Linked DNA regions of Gossypium arboreum: region 2 is linked to region 1. A link is a contact called in public Hi-C data. All regions are on one chromosome and are shown on one strand. Each heading gives the region's core, a stretch centred on a gene start, on an enhancer-like site or on the middle of the called end of the contact. The rest is flanking DNA. Distances are from core to core; before and after follow the strand shown.

Evidence for each region. Hi-C and Micro-C count contacts between places; a contact is called where the count stands out from the background.
Region 2: a contact with region 1 is called in a Hi-C map of leaf, with 8 times the contacts expected there. The contact joins the promoter of LOC108469776 here to the promoter of LOC108467617 in region 1. A contact is called at or near these places in 4 of 5 Hi-C or Micro-C datasets (all in leaf).

What each region holds. Positions count from the first base shown.
Region 1 is chr8:26,590,741-26,596,600 of ASM2569848v2, reverse strand. LOC108467617 (rhodanese-like domain-containing protein 4, chloroplastic) reads left to right here and starts at 2,834. Exons shown (of 9, transcript XM_017768323.2): 1 at 2,834-3,710; 2 at 4,171-4,273; 3 at 4,368-4,448; 4 at 4,602-4,676; 5 at 4,776-4,850; 6 at 5,125-5,205; 7 at 5,303-5,491; 8 at 5,580-5,771. The coding sequence starts at 3,055.
Region 2 is chr8:26,848,575-26,854,434 of ASM2569848v2, reverse strand. It overlaps LOC108469776, which reads right to left and starts at 2,137. Exons shown (of 9, transcript XM_017770806.2): 1 at 1,546-2,137; 2 at 1,309-1,351; 3 at 1,035-1,166; 4 at 844-949; 5 at 571-753; 6 at 123-282. The coding sequence starts at 1,580.

The DNA.
Region 1 (5,860 bases), core at 1,585-4,084:
AAAACATTCAAATATTATGAAATACAATTAAATATGAGCCTTAAATAAGCTTACGAAAGCTCAAAAATTGGCCCGAAAACACATAGGGATCAAATCGTAATATTTTAAAAAGATAAAGGAAATTATGCAACATAGGGGTCACATGGTTGTGTGTCCAGGTTGTGTAACTCACTAAACACGTGTGGATCAAATTTCAAATTTGATAAAAAATCACACGGCCATGTGACAGACTGAAACCGTGTGATACATATACTTCTTAATTTCTAAAGAGCACACGACCGTGTCACTAGCCTGTGTGTGACACATGGCCGTGTCTCAAACTGTGTGGTGCAAAAATAAGTCACTACATGCATAGCTCAATTAACCTATTCAAAGGGACCTAAAATGCACATTTAGCCAACACAAATACTTGTTCAAACATACACTTTCCATGCCAAAAATACAACTTGTAACTCCTCCCTAAATACCTAACCAATATGCCACATTGGCACCACCACAATAAAGATCTAAGAAACTTTCAGACCATTCATCCAATTCAAATAGGCATATAAGCTTATGTTAAAACTTTCAATTTATCAGAATAACTTGTCAAAATCTCACATACGAGACACGTGCAAGAATCCCACAACTTCCAAATAGGGTTCAATCATATGCGACAATCTTGTAGATAGATTTTGCATATACGTCTCCAAAATAAAATCTTCGGCGTGATTATAAAAAATACAAAAAATAAATAAAATTTAATCTTTTTAAAAACTTAATAATGAACTTAAATAAAATTATAAAAATTAAAAATATTTTCTTACCATTTACAGTTGAATCGCGAAAATGTGGTTTTCATCGAAACGAATAAGAGTATTTGTCATTCCAAAACTAAATTAAAATGAATAAAAAACAGAATTAAATCAAGAACTTAAGAGAATTTTAATTAAAATTTTAGAATTAAATTCTTGAAAGATTTGAGAGAATTAAGAGAATTGACAGAAATGGATTTGAATGAAAACATGAGGAAAATATTTGGGTTTATATAGAAATAAAAACTAGTCGTTTTTTATGGTCATTGGCAATTGGACCGTTGGGGGAGGTTACCGTTGGGTGAAAAAGCATCCAGTTGGACGTATTTCCCCCTTTCTCCAAGACTGGCCTATTCTGGTAAATATGTTACAAATTGGCCTAATCACTTAATTAATTTTTAAAATTGACATTTTTGCCTAATTTAGCCTTTTTTTTCCCTTCCCAAGAAACCTTAGAGACCGCTGCTCTTTCAGCCGCCGTCGATGGTCCACTACGGCCAATAATGCCACAAAAAAGAACCTCTCTTTTACCCCTTTAACCTTTTTCTTCCTTTCATCCATTGCCGCTGTGAATCATCGTGGTCCCCCATTTACTGCCGCTATCTTGGGCGGAAAACAACACCAATCAAATCCTCTTCCTCGCTTGTTTTTATTTTCTGAAATGATTCCCTCCAATATGAAGGTATAATATGTATAGTTAGGTTATATTTCCTTACAAAAGCAATATGATTGCGGGACACGCTATAAATAATGTTAAATGGTTCTGGAGGGCTATCAATTTAAAGTATAGGAGTATGCCATTCTTGCGAAAAAGCAAATGAAATCAAAGAGACCAGTATTGTCGTGTTTTACAAATAAAATCGAAATGATATACTAAAATATGGTATAATCTTATATAGAAGAAAAATATATTGAAAAACCCTAAACGATAAATTAAAATACTATATATATATAACATTGTTGATGCAAAAGCTTGATCGGAGGAAGCAAGCCCAGGCTTGGCGCAAGCTCACATGATGGTAGCGCAAGATCCCCATCTTAATTCATGAGCAAAATTTGATAGACTTGGTCCAAGTTGAGTGTCATGTTTCACACCCTAAACTTTTGTTAGCACTTTTAACTTAGGTAAGATTTAGCATCTGAAAAAAAAATTTAGCTTTAACTGACAATGTTTTTTTTTTTTAATTTTGATTTATGTAATGATACGACACTCTAATATTGCATCACATCATCATTTAAATATTTTATAAAATTATAATTTTTAAGCGATAATATGATGATACAATATCAAATGTCTCAAATGAATAAAACTGAAAAAGTTGTTAAGTTTGAGGATTAACGAAAATAATTCAAAGACTAAGTAGAGGAAAATTATCAAAATAATGACTTTATCTCTTTTTCTAAGGTTTAATATATCATTTGGTACTTGAATTTGATATATTTTTTTAATGTGGTACCTGGGTTGTTTTTTGGTCTAATTTGATATCTATATTTGACAAAAGTTATATTTTTTATACCCAAAGATTACAATGCTAACTTTTTATTTGGATTTTAGGATTCATTTAATGAAAGTTAATTGCTAATAGTATTATGTTTGAATTTTTATGATTTTGTTAATAGAATAAATGTAGTGTTAATTGTGAATTTATTTAATTTTCCATTTAATTTGTCAAATATAATCTAATTAATGTGAATTAATTCAGGTTTAGGGTTGATATGATGAAAGTTAATTGCTAATATTATTAGCTAATAATTTTATAAAATCAATTCCAAAACTTGAATTAAAAATTAAAAATTAATATTGATACTTTCATGTACCTAAATATATATAATTTTGTCAAATATAAAAATCGTATATTACAATAAAAAAATTCAAACTAAAATACCAAATTAAATGGTAAATTAAAAGATAATGTAGTGTAACGTTTTTGCTGTATTAAAAGGAAGGTACTATAGTTTAGATGCACTATTGAATTTGTGCAGACAATTATTAGCCACACAAATGAGTTGAGATGAGGAACAGTCCTAAAGACATGATCAAAAAGCCTCTCATCTCACTTCCAACGTGTCATGCAATGACTGGCAGAGATCTCATAACTCATTCCACCTCACCACCATTTCATCATTCAAAGTGCACCTTCCAAAGCTAAGGGTCTCTGAGCCTTGTTGTCATCCAATCAATTCCAACAAAAATCCTCCATTGTTGATGGTTCAAGCCTTTCCATCATACATTTGACACCCATCTCTTTGCATAAAAATTATGCAAATGAGGACCCTCAATGCAGCAACTCCAAGTTTGACACCTCTCTCGGTTCTTTCTGAGACAAGAACCGAGGCCAGAAAAGCACCATTGCTCCCCATTGCTTCACCACTCAAACTACCCAACTCCCCAGCTTTTATTAAGACCCAACCAGCTTTGCACCAGTGTTTGTCAAGAACCTTGCATGGTGGTTTACTGCTACTGTCATCACTTCTCCCCAATGGATTCGCTAAAGCCTTGTCATACGAGGAAGCCCTACAGCAGACGACGGGATCCTCCTCGTCTGTTGATTTTGACCCAAATGGGATCCTTGATACCGTCGTCAGTTTTGCAACTGAGAATCCCACGGTTGTAGCTGGTGGCACCGTTGCTTTAGCAGTTCCTTTGATTTTGTCTCAGCTGTTAAAGAATCCAAAGCCATGGGGAGTTGAATCTGCAAGGAGTGCTTACGCCAAGCTAGGTGACGATGCCACTGCTCAGTTGCTGGACATAAGGCCTCTCAAGGAGTCTAGAGATGTTGGTAGCCCTGACATTAAGGGATTTAGGAAGAAACCGGTGTCAATTGCCTACAATGGTGAAGATAAACCAGTGTTCTTGACAAAACTGTCTTTGAAATTCAAGGAACCTGAAAATACTACCTTATTCATTATGGACAAGTAAGCTTCTTAAAACCCTATGCCTCGTATATATTTGTTCATATATGAATTCCCAGCATTGTCTATGAAACCTTATCCACTCTTAATGATGATTGTATCACTGTATCTGAGATTAAATGGTTTGTGTGTTGGTTGTGGAGGAAGAATGTAGAACTGAATATGCCTATATGGAGGCTCATTGGCCTTAAGCTACACAATAGAATATGGCCATTACCTCTTTCTTAATTGATCCTGAGTTCCTAACCCATAAATTAACTGCATTTTGTTCCAAGGGTTGAAGGTTTCTAAATTGATAGTCTATACGTTCTTAACTGTTAAAATGTGTCTTTAAACATATGTAAGCATTGGCTGACAAATATTTTATTTGTAACTATATGCATTTTGTTTGTAGGGAAGATGAAACTAGAACTTTCATTTGATTCATCTTCTAATATTGCTTTAAATTTGTGTTGAAAGCCAGATTTGATGGGAATTCTGAACTGGTTGCGGAGTTGGTCACTGCAAATGGATTCAAAGCTGCTTATGCAGTCAAAGATGGTGCTGAAGGACCACGGGGATGGGTGGTATGTGCTGTTCTAAATCAATTTTTTTTGTTTCTTTCTCCATTTTTTCTAAATTTAGCAATTGCATCTTTTGAGACTGGTTTCAATTTTGCAGAACAGTGGTCTTCCCTGGATACAACCAAAGAAAGGTCTTGACCTTAGCAATTTGACAGAAGCGTTCGCCGAGGCCTTCGGAGTACCTATCTTCATCTCCTAATTGCTTATTCACTTCTAAGATTTTGATGTCATAGAGAGACTTTTCTATATCTTGAATTGATTTTGTTGGAAAGTTCTTCAGCCTTTCTTATTAGTTTTCTTCTATATGATAAATGGTTGTGATAATCTGCAGGGGGGATCAGATGGCCTTTCTGTTACTGTAGGGATTGCTGCAGCTGCAGGGTTAGGCCTTTTGGCTTTTTCAGAGGTTAGGTTTTTGAGTCCTTTTAGTACAGTACCTCTGATTATATATATATACACACACCTCGAAACAACTCAAATTGTGGGTTTGCCATATCTTCTGCAGATAGAAACGATCCTTCAACTTTTAGGCTCAGCTGCTATTGTGCAGCTTGTAAGCAAGAAATTCCTGTATGCAGAGGTAAGTCTCCACTTTATATTAAATTGGATAATCAAATGTCCTAAAATCCTAAGCTCTGTGTAGAAAGTTAGTGCAAGATGAGTAAAGTAAATGAGCATTGCATGGTCCAATAAGCAACAGTACACTCATCCAGTGACTGTTTGTTCTAAATGCTTAAGCTCATACAAAAGGATATGGTTATGAACAAATATGGAATGTGTCACTTAACTTATGTCTCTAGTTCCGTAAGGCCAAAACATAATGGTTTGACTTTCTACTCTGCTATTTGTAACAGAACCGAAAGCAAACACTTAAACAAGTTGATGAATTCTTAAACACGAAGGTGGCTCCTACGGAACTTGTCGATGATGTAAAGGTATCCAACCTTGATATAGACCTTGGTTATTATTTGTATGCTATTTTTATCTTGCATGACTAATTTCTCTATTTTTTGAATTTGCCTGTGAACTCAGCAAATTGGAGCAGCCCTTTTACCAACAACTACCACTAGCAAGGCTCTTCCTGCACCTACGGAGGCAAAACCTGAACCCAAAGTCGAAGCAGTGGCAGAAGCCCCTCCTCAAACAAATTCAGTTCCCGAAACAGTACCCAAGGCAGTTGGAATCACTGGATTTTCAAGACCACTTTCACCCTATGCTTCTGTAATGTCACTTTTTATCACTCCATATGCTGTATGTGCTTGTATTAGAAATTGAAAAATGCCTATGTTTCCATTATTTATGGTGGCAGTATCCAGATTTGAAGCCTCCAACATCGCCTACTCCATCACAGCCCGCCACTAGCAAAGCTATTCATTCATCTCCAGAGGCAAAACCGGAGCCAAAAGTCGAAGCAGCAGCAGAAACCCCTTCTCTAATTAATTCAGTTCCCAAAACAGATGGAAACTCCGGATATCTTAAACCACTTTCACCATATCCTTCGGTAATGTCTCACTTTTATTACTCCATGAATTCCTTGTTTCATCTTATAGTATTTTATAAAGTACTAGAACCTGTTGTTTCTTTTTCCCC
Region 2 (5,860 bases), core at 888-3,387, 260 kb before region 1:
ATTAGGCAAGCCATGTTGAAAGAAATAGCATATGAAACTACGGAAGAAACAGGCTAAACAAATATTTGTAAGTTAAAAAGGCAATTAATGATAGATTGAAGTGAAGATGGTTAAATTCTCACTCATTCCCAGAATTCATCTGCATTGGTTGAAAATGACTGGGTGCTGGGACTTCATTGACCACATGACAGCTTGATATCCCCATCGAGTCTAGATGAGGTTGCCCTGCAGCTGGAATTGGAGGTTGTTGCAGCACAGGATATCCCATTGGTAAGTTGTTAACTGCGCTATAGTAAATGGCTTTGAATAACCATAATAGTGACCATAAACATTCCATTATGTTGTAAATTTACAAAGAGCAATGAGATCAACCAATTTTGAAATAATTAGTATTAAGCAACAAAAACAGCACAATCCCAGATATTTATCATGCTCAAGAAACAATTCAATGGAAAATTTTGTCCTAAATTTTCTTAACAAGTTGAGGCCATGAATCACATTTTGGTACCACTTCACAATGTAAAGAGATAATAGGGACTTGCTTCAATTATTGATTTAGTTAGAACTTACCAGGCATGGGATGAATCCCATTTTGGATTGGGACCAGAGGAACCTTTGGAGGCATAGGATATTTCATTAGATAATATTGATGCTCAAGCAAATGGTTAAACAAAAGGATTTGCTTCTTCAATTTCAGCCTTATATAATAAGCCTTGAAAAAATCAGCATTTTCCTCCTCCAGCTTTTGCCATACTGAAATAACCAAGAACAGTAAAGAAAACAACAGAGTAAGTTCAAAATATACTTACATGTACAACATATAAATATATATTCAATGGATACCTAATATTGTGAATCCAGGGTCTATCCTCGCTCGATTCAAGAGGGTTTTGACGACCTCGTCCTTATTCATGTATAGTTGTAAACATCGTTCAATTAAATTCTGGACCTGCAACCACCAGTTTACATAAATTGTGTATCGTTTAACAAAAACCAGCATAAAAAAATCATGATGAAAAAATGGGATTTCTTACAAGTTCGATATCCTGTCGTGAAACTTTTTGGCCATCATTGCTTGAAGCAGAATCAGCCGATGTTTGATTATTCTGCTGTTCTGTTTTGGATTCATTTGAAGCTTGAACCGAAGGTTTAATATCTTGTGTGTTCTGTAAATGGCATATAATTCCATCTTCAAGTTAGTTTCAAGGATCATGCTATAAGCAGACAGTTTTGATTTATGTTAAAACTTAGATTTAATGACAGACACTGAGCAATTATTTATAATTAAATTACTTATTAAAAAAATACCTGTAAGTTCTTCATTCCAACTGAAACCGAACTGCATCCATCTCTGTGTTCAACAAAAAAAAATGTTGCTTTAACTGAAAATTAAAGGATTATTGATGGAAATTCTCAATTGAAGCTGAAATGCAAGTAGGGACAAAAAAGAAAAAAGTTTTGAAAGATTTTTTTTTTCTACAGCGAAATAAAGATGGAAGGGGGAAGAAAACAGGACAAAAAATGTGACAGCTTTTGTTTCATTACATACACACCGACCAATGAGAGTGCTTTTTACACATATGGGTGTTGAGGACGACAGGTCATATTCGGTTAACGGAAAACAACAGTTAGACGTATAAAGATGTTAGAGGCGGAGAGCGGGCAGCGCCGCCGCTTGTTTCCTCGGGATGGAGAAAAAGGTACGACTTTCAAAGTTGCTGCTAAGGATGTAGTATTGACAATTGGCGGGTCGTGTTGTGGTTTCGCTATCAAGTGGGTTTGGTCCTATTTGCAACTCCAGCCTCTTGGGTCCTCCCCCATAGCAATCAATGGCAGAACATTATTAAATTTTCCAACTGCAAAAATGATTCTTATGTATGATATGAACAGAAAAAAAAAATTAGTGATGGTATGAAATGCGAATAGAGAGGAGTCATGATGCGTTAACATCAAGAATTGGATAATTATGTGTTGGAAAAGTGAACCTTATCTTGAAGATTACATTAGAGAATGGGTTAATTCCAGGGTCTTCTTATGCACGACGCTGAGAAATTTCCAGCATCAAATGTCTGGTCCCTATTTAAGCCAGGTGTTGATAGCTTGTAATTTGGTGCTACCAAGAAATTTACACTCTTGTTATTTAAAAAAATTGATTTAACACTCCTTTTAATTTAATTATCAAATTAGTACCTTTTTTAACCCAAGAGAAATAGGGACTAATTAACATCAATTTTAAATTTTTTTTTAAAAAAAACCCAACCTTATCCTTACCTAATAATATTAGGTGGAAATAAGAGCAACAGATGGATTTGCAGCAAAATGATAGGGTGATAGTAAATACAAAAATCAAGGGGTGGAGGTGCTCAAAGTATAGTGTTGGGTGTTTAGTAATGGAGCGAGGTAAGGCGATTGTCTCATCCACTTTTGAATTAATGTTGATAAAATATTCCAAAACAAAACACATTAAGATAATATTTTTATTGTATTATTTAGTTCTGGAATCAATTATTTTGTTTAACATATTATTTAAGAATAATTATAATTTGTCATTTAATATAAGTATAGATAATAATTGTTTTTATACTAAATTACTTGTACTTTTTATAAAATTATATAATATTACCATTATAAAATAATACATTTGGAAATGTTTTTTATAGGAAAAGTATAACACACTGTCATTAGTGAGTCTCAATTGTTAATTTAATATTATATTCAACCAAAACTATTGTTGGCAAAGTTGATAAAAAAATATATCATCTACAACAATAGGAGAGAAATATAAAATATCTATTTAACAATCATAATGAAAACTTTGATTTATATCTTATGAGAAAAGCTCTTGAAATTAAATCCCACATTCTTTCTTATAGTGAAAAAAGAAAGAAAAGAAAAGGTTTTAATCAAATAAATAAATAATAGAGTGAAGGGGATGAGCTTCAACTTCAAGTCTTCCAATAAACTAAATTCAAGTTTAGCAAAATCATGTTTGATTAAAAACCCTTTGACTGAAGTTACACATAGGTCGCAGACATTGAAGAAAACTTTCAAGCCATCAGGACTTCTAAACCTACCATGCCAATAATCCTGGTTTTGATAGAGAGAATCACCATTATATTTCATGAAAACAGTGCATGTATGAGATGGAAATTCAAATGATTGAATAAATAAATAAAATTATTTAACAGATGTAGATGTCAAAAACAAATCATCCGCAGTTTAATAAATTTAATCATAAGAGAATTTTAAAATGAAATATTTTTACAAATTTTAATCCATTAAAACTCATATAATCAAACTCCAGATTGATTGAAATGTTTGATAACATGGAAAATAATGGGATGCTTAGAAGGACAGGTTGGCAAGGATGGCGCTTCACAAAAACGATGGTGGTGGATTTTTTTTTTTTTATTTTAAAATGGAGATCAAGGTGAAGTTGATGAGAAAAATTCTTTACACCACAAACACATTTAAATAGAGAACACAATCTCCCATGAATCTACTATAATTTCTATTTTTACAAAAAAAAATAATAATCAAAATGCATGATTCTTACAAGTATTGATTTTCTTGCAATCTCGAAAATCAAATAAATTGGTATTACTCTTATGTAGCATGGAAATTGTTAGAATTAAGTGACCCAAATTCTTATTTAAATAAAATACGATGGAAAATAAAATAAAAGTAAAATCCATATAGAACTAGACTTCTTTTATTTTATTTTAGAATAAGGTTTTAAACCTTATTAAACTCCATCTATTTTATATTGATTAGGATAAGGTGTTTCAATCCTACTAGAATATGGCTTTGCAAGCCTATAAATAGACATAGTCTATTCCTCTTGTATTAGAGTAAAATTTTTCGACATAGTGAATTTTCTTCTCCTCCGCCCGTGGTTTTTTTCCGAAAGGGTTTCACGTAAAATTTATGTGTTCTTTATTTTATTTATTTTATTCTATTTTATTTTTCACAAATTGGTATCGAGCTTCCGGTTATTCATCTCGATCACGGTAATGGCGTCTTTGAAGTATGAAATTCATTGTTGGATCGCAACACAGATTTGCGTTGTGGCAAATTAAGATGCAAGCGCTTCTTGCAGATGGATCTAAAGGATGCCCCGCTAGGATAGATAAGATGCCTTCGACATTAACAGATGAAGAGAAGAAGCGTAAGGATCGAAAGGCATTAACACAATTACATCGCATTTGTCCAACGAAATTTTGCAGGATGTGATGAAAGAGAAAACCGCCATTGCATTATGGAAGAGGCTAGAACAAATATGTATGTCGAAAACTCTAACAAGCAAGTTGCATATGAAGCGGCGTCTTTATGCTCATCGTTTGGAGGAAGGTGCGTCATACGAACACTTAAAGTGTTTAAAGAAATTCTCTCAAACTTGGAGGCCATGGAGGTTCAAGATGATAAGGAAGATCTAGGGTTGATTCTACTTTGTTCGTTGCCCCGTCTTATTCCACCTTTAGAGACACGATTTTATATAGCCATGAGTCTCTCACGGTTGATGAGGTTTATGATTCTTTAACCTCGTATGATAAGATGAAGCATCTTGTGGTTAAACCCAACTCTCGGGAGAGGGTCTCATTGTTCGTGGGAGACAAGATGGAATGTTGATGATGATCGTGGTAGAACACAGAACGGAATCCTCGTGGTAAATCTAAGGGTAGATCGAAATCTTCAAGCAGAGGTAAAACTTGCAACTTCGCAAGAAGAAAGGGCACATTAAATCTGAAAGTGCTATAAGCTACAAAATAAGATTAAAAGGAGGTGCGAATCAAAAGGGAAAACAGCCGGAAAATTCGGTGAAGGCGATGTTGTAGAAGACTACAATGATGGTGAACTTCTAGTTGCTTCATCAATGATTCTAAAGTAAGCGAGGAGTGGATACTTGATTCAGTGCACCTTCCACATGAGTCCCAATCGGGATTGGTTTACAACTTATGAAACAAAGATTCAAGGTGTTGTTTTGATGGGAAATAATGCTTCATGTAAAATCGCGGTGTTGGAACAATTAAAGTTAAGATGTTTGATGGAGTTGTCGAACACTTAGTGACGTGCGGCATGTTCCGAATTGAAAAGAAATTTAATTTCGTTGAGTACTCTTGATTCAAAAGGTGCAGATACACAGTGAAAGTGGGGTTTTAAAGATTTCAAAGGGTCCCTTGTTGTGATGAAAGGGCAAAGAAAGATTGCCAAGTTATATGTTTTCTGTGGTTCTATCATTATCGGTGATGCAATTGCCGCTTCCTCTTCCTTGTCAGATGATGATATTACTAAACTTTGGCATATGCGCCTAGGGCATATGAGTGAGAATGGCATGGCAGAATTAAGCAAAAGAGGACTTCTTAATGGGCAAGGAATTTGCAAACCGAATTTGTGAGCACTGTGTGTTTTGGGAAGCAAAAGAGAGTTCGATTCACTAGAGGAATCCATAACACGAAGGAAACGTTGGAGTATATCCATTCGATCGTGGGGCCGCCCGAGTGCCTTCGAGAGGTGGAGCTAATTATATGCTAACCTTTATTGATGATTTTTCCAGAAAAGTTTGGGCGTTCTTCCTCAAGCGAAAAGCGATGTGTTTTCCACATTTAAGTCTTGGAAAATTATGATTGAAAAACAGACGGGAAAACAGATAAAATACCTCCGTACAAACAATGGCTTAGAGTTCTGTTCTGATGAGTTTAATAGATTGTGCAAGTCAGAAGGGATCATGAGACACTTGACAGTTCGTCATACTCCACAAACAAAAGCGGCGTTGCGTAAGCGAATGAACAGAACGATCATGGAGAAGGTTCGATGTATGTTGTCAAATGCCAACTTACCGAAGTCATTTTGGGCAGAAGCA